Linked DNA regions of Capsicum annuum: region 2 is linked to region 1. A link is a contact called in public Hi-C data. All regions are on one chromosome and are shown on one strand. The core of a region is the stretch at or near the end of the contact, and the rest is flanking DNA. Distances in the headings are between cores, read along the strand shown.

Evidence for each region. A called contact is a pair of places that touch in the nucleus more often than the background predicts.
Region 2: a contact with region 1 is called in a Hi-C map of leaf, with 2.5 times the contacts expected there. The contact joins two enhancer-like sites. A contact is called at or near these places in 2 of 5 Hi-C or Micro-C datasets (leaf and placenta).

Annotation. Positions count from the first base shown.
Region 1 is chr11:79,830,632-79,833,331 of UCD10Xv1.1, reverse strand. It overlaps LOC107847902 (ALBINO3-like protein 1, chloroplastic), which reads right to left. Exons shown (of 11, transcript XM_016692499.2): 9 at 2,260-2,517; 10 at 1,877-2,183; 11 at 1,193-1,625. The coding sequence ends at 1,548. Among protein-coding and RNA genes, the nearest start is that of LOC107847902, 5.5 kb to the right of the region's middle. Within about 2 kb of position 1,286, at least 4 of the 5 cell types and tissues checked have an H3K27ac peak or open chromatin away from gene starts, as enhancers often do. A contact at or near this core is called in leaf, where this site is marked.
Region 2 is chr11:80,204,139-80,206,838 of UCD10Xv1.1, reverse strand. No RefSeq gene overlaps it. Among protein-coding and RNA genes, the nearest start is that of LOC124889129, 6.4 kb to the right of the region's middle. Within about 2 kb of position 1,283, at least 2 of the 5 cell types and tissues checked have an H3K27ac peak or open chromatin away from gene starts, as enhancers often do. A contact at or near this core is called in leaf, where this site is marked.

The DNA.
Region 1 (2,700 bases), core at 37-2,536:
ACGCTCAATATCTTCTACTGAAATTTCTTTAAGTCCAAGATATCATAAATGCAACAATACTCTGTGGTTACAACAAACTTCTTGCTTCAAAACAAAATTATTTTCTGTTATACAAAGTTTACTCAATTTAATTAACCTCATTGTGTGCTACAAGAAATTTATTTCAACAAATTCAAAAACAGATTTAAAGTAAAAAAAATATTAGAGAAATCTCTAACAAAATGATAGACGAAGGAGATGAATGAAATCAAACCTTAATAGCAGGAGACGGGGAGAGGGATAAAATTAGTTCAACTTTACATTTCCTAAGCTCGAATTTATGCGGATTAATAAAAACAAAGAGAAAACAATCTCAATTTTTGCATCAGTTTCATGGATTGAGCAAAGAAGAAGAAGAAAAAGAAAGAGGAGGAGGAGGAGGAAGAAGAAGCAAAGGAGGAGGAGGAGGAGGAAGAGAGGAAGAGGGGGAGGAGGAAGAAGAAGAAGAAGAAGCAGAGGAAGAGGAAGAAGAAGGGGGCTAAAATTAGGGTTCTTTAAAGAGGAAAAACGGATTATGACCGTTAGGAGTGTGAAAAGAGCATTTTAATTTATTAAAAAAATACAGATTAAATTGATTTAATGCATCCAACAATAAGTGCTTCCACGCTACTTCAGTCGGGCTACGAAGGATATATTTTGATATAGTTTACAGTTAATGGGAGTAAATAAATAAAAATTTAATTCAAGGGTTAAAGTAAGTACACAAGAACAAGTTTAAAAGTGAAATGATATCTTTTTTCTTTTAAATATTTAAAAGTGAAATGATATCTTTTTTCTTTTAAATATGTACCGGATATTATAATTGACACGAACATGCATTATGAGGAACAATGAGAATATGCGTTGGGTACGGCATTATGCTTATACGTACACCCCAAGAAATCATATGTTGAGTTACAATTACTGATGCCCCAAAGGATTTTCCATAAGTAAAGGAATTAGACTTCCTTTATGGTTATAGCCCAAACTCTGCAACCACAAGCTTTCTGATAAATTTTTCTAATAATAAAATGTTAATAACTACGATTGGATCGGTGGGTTTTTTATATCCCCCAAAAAAATAAGTTTCCAAGTATGATCTTAGTCACTCTCCAATTCCTGGGTTCCAATTATTATTGCAAACAAGAAAAATTGAAAAGGAAAAAACGCTGCGTGACACGAGATGCAAATTTGACAGAATATAACGCTGTTCTACAACAATTCTAATTCACTGGTATATGCTAAGTATATTCATATCAAACCTATGACGCTAATCTCTTTTAGGTGCTAACGCAGATTCTTTACACTACTTACCCAACTATTCTCGTAAAAGAATCAGCAGAAATTGCCATTTCACACTCTTAAACATCATAATTTACAACTCTGCAGCCTCCAAATGTAAATCTCGTCTAAATTTGGTCCGCCAAAGCTCATGAAACCAATATTTGCATTAGGTTTCTGACGCACTTCGCCAGATTCAAGTAGCCCCATGTTACGAGTGTAAAAGTATGGTATTTTGTTTAAGTTGCTTACTCGCCTCTGTCTTCTTGTGAATCTTCACGTGGAGGTTTGTGATCTGTAGCTCTAGTAGAACCAACAGTTTCGCCCTGAAAAAGGGAATGAAAATCCATAATTAGGATTTGGTCAATTAACAATATCGTTGTCTTATATTAACTTGCACACAAGTAATATAACTTACAATATTTAACTTCCCTGAAGACGAAAAGAGAAGTCAATGAGAGCCTAAAAATTTGGGCGAATAGCAAATCACAATAACAATAATCTTTTGATGCAAGATATATCCGTCTACTGTCCACATATATTGATGTTCAGCTTGAACCAAGAGATGCTAAGTTACCTTCTTTCTTCCGTCAGAAACATGCCGACCTTCTCCAAGGTTGTGATCATCATCTGAAATTTCACCAGTCTGAATTCTTTTGTCTTCCTTCACTACCAAAGAAGCACTATCACCATTTACAACCTGGTAATTTTTAGAAGTGGAAGTGTCACGACTAGTAGAATCACCATTCATAGAGTGAATTCCTATCCTATTTTCCATCTCCGCTGACTTGTCTTCTTTCCTATTAGCTGCTACCTCCGCTCTCCTCTTCTCCCCCTCCCTTTGTTGCCGTCTTCTTGCTTCTTGTTCCTTTAACTGTTTAAACCTGAAAATATAAATAAACAATAAATTCCTAACCACAAACTTCTCAACTCCAAACAAGGGCCAGAAGTCTTTCTAACCTTTCACCCTGGCGGGGCTTATCTGAAGTAGGATTCCCGTCTTTCTTTTTAGCTATTGCTGCTTCAGAGATTGATTTATGAATTTGAGGTTGCTCTTTCCTAGAATTCTCATCAGTTAATTTCGAGGTTGGAATTTTTGCACCCCAAGGTTGCTCTTTCCTAGAAGTATCATCACTTAATTTCAGGGTTGAAATATTTGCACCCCCAAACTTTTGAAGCCATAATTGTTGAGTGGTGCTAAGTATGTTGTTTGTGAACCTTCATAAGATGATAAGCAATTCTGAGATATTATTGACCATAGGAGAACAATAGTGGTCAATAAATTGGATAATAAAGAGTATAAAAGATAAAAGAAAATGAAAAAATCAGAGGAATAAACTGCTATTTTTTGATAACCTAGGAATAAACAACTATTTCCGAACTAGTAATAGAGAAGTGCTT
Region 2 (2,700 bases), core at 34-2,533, 370 kb before region 1:
TTAAATCAACTTACCTCATTCTATTAATAGGCTGTCCTATTTAATTATCTATGGATAGACATTGTTATAGTCCACAAAATATGTACACTACCACCAATGTTTTATAGGTTAGAACATAACTCTTCTTTACGAACTAGTTCATTTTTATCATACACAACAGTGACTGGCTGAGAACCCCATGGAAAAATTTTGCACCTTACAATGCACATATTTCTCATGCACCTACAGAACTTGTACATTTAAATGCTTTTTCTAGAATACCCAAATTCTACCATTCTCACCATGTGGGTAATTGCAAACATGAGAACAATCATTATTAAATTTCTATAGAATAACCTTAGCATTTCTTTCTTTAACTCTAGTTTCTAAGCATCCAAAGACATCTATTTTATTCTTCCACAAAAAGAGTAGCACCTCCTTCTATTTAAAAGGCTTATTAAGCCTTATTACATTCCATGTGCAAATATTCATAGAGTTTAATAAGCAAGTGCTTAGGTGGATCTTAAGGGACTAGCTCCATCTCCTTCAAGTCTTGTTAATATAGAAAATCTATTACCTAACCTCTCCTTAGGCACATTTCTTTCTTGCATATTTATAGCAGGATCCTCAAGTGTAGCTGCTTCATGATCTCTAATTGTAGTAAACCCAAATTACACCTGGACAACAACATCACCTGGTCAACCCTGCCATGTCTGCACTACTCTTTTCCTCCTTTTAGGAAGTTATTTAAACTCTCCCTCCTCTTGATATTCCTTCTTTTACTGAGAAGATTCCTTTATCCTCGACCAACAATACACATCTATATGTCTAAATCTAATACAATCAGAGAAGAATTTTGACCTCCAATCATACTCAACCTCTTGTTGAATGGTACAAGAAGGTATGTAAATGTTAATTTAGTATTGGAGTAGATATAAGATATCAACCTCCACCAGTACTCTAGCATAAGAGATCCTATTCTATTCCACAATGCACCTATCTGTATGTAGGGGTTTACCAATTCCACTAGCCGCTTTTTTAGTGCTTTAATAGTCCAACAATCCGCAGGCAACCAAGGTATATTTATCCTTATGGGAACCATTGTCATGCATTCAGTATCAAATACAAAATCTACTGCCCAAGGCTTTAGGATGATAGGTTTATTGTGATAAGTGTAAGGTCATGATTGGATTACCTCATCCCTGCCCTCAATTAAAGCAGATTGAAATGCATAATAGCTATTAGCATGGTAAAGGATTTGGGGTTTCATCATAAAATTCCAAACACTGGTTATTAAATTATCCATAGATTTCCCATATGGATTGTCTCCAAGAGCATACCCAATAAGAGTTGTCGACTAATGTTCATCAGCTGCTTGAATATCCTCCGTTGTTAGCTTAACTATTTTCTTCCCATCCCGTTGGCTGGGCGGTTTGTACGATAGTATATTCCCTTTAACCAATGCCTAATTTGTTAGAGACAATGGGTTTTGCAGGATTTGAGCTCGTATAAGCACTAATATAAAAAAAATAAAGTCGTCGGGGAAGGATCGCTGTTGCAATCACTGGTTTCTTACCCTTAGAGCTTTCTTGAATTCTATTGCATTCAGTATTTTCCTTATCTTTGATGTCACCCAAAACTAACCTCCAAAGAGGTATGCTGTGGTCGGTGCTAAATATAGTAACCCTACTTGGGAAAATATTGAATAGTTGTTTAACTTTCTAAAATCTATGAGCAACGAAGAAAAGTAAATGGGGGATTTGAAATCAATCATAAGTAGTAACCAAATCTCGAATGCTTTCAATTGTAAACAATAAAAAATGAACACTAGGACCGTGTTATCCCTGGCTTCTCAACTTCATAAATCTATCGTGTTCAACCCACCCATTTTACTTCTCTATATGTAAAGTCGACCAGTTATGTATTATCAACCGTCCTGTGAACGTGTTGATAAATCTTACCCGTTGGTCGCCTTATTGCTCCTTGGCTATTACTTTAGTTCAACTTTCATCTTTTGTGTATCATCCTGATTAGATGATATGACGGAATAATAAAATGGATGTGAATCACAAATTACTGTTTTAATCCTCTTTTCCTAATCTCAAACTCCCTTGTGAGGAAGTTTGCGAATGCAGGCTATCCCCAAGCATCTGCAGTAGCTATGAGGTCAATTATTATGAAGAATATTAAGATACATGCAGAAATGTTAGAATAAATTAATCTCCCACTTCCTTTATGTAGCTAATCTGCCAGGGTTCCCATAACCTTAGTTAGGGAAATCAACCACTCATGTTCATGCAAGAATCTATGATAATCAATGAAGAATTCATGTAATTAATTTCACAAAATAAGATGAATAATACTCAAAATCTTCAATAGAATAATAACCCAAAAATCTCAAGAATAATGCAAAGTATGTAAAAAGTGTGTAAGAGTGTATCAAAGAACGTAAGAGAATGTAAAAGAATGTAGCCTATTACAGGATAAACCCTAGGGTATTTATAGTATCTAAAAATAACCCAGAAATCCCTAATAAAAACGAAAAAGGAAAAGTAAGTAGACACATGGTATGAGTCGTTCGTCCACCCATAAGGTCTTCTTATGAGTCATACAGTGCCTCTATTATCCATTACAGTGTCTGATCTTCCAGGGGCTTCACTTTTTGTTCTTCTTATGATTTATTCTCACAAGTCGTATCTTGACCATATGACTTATGTCCTT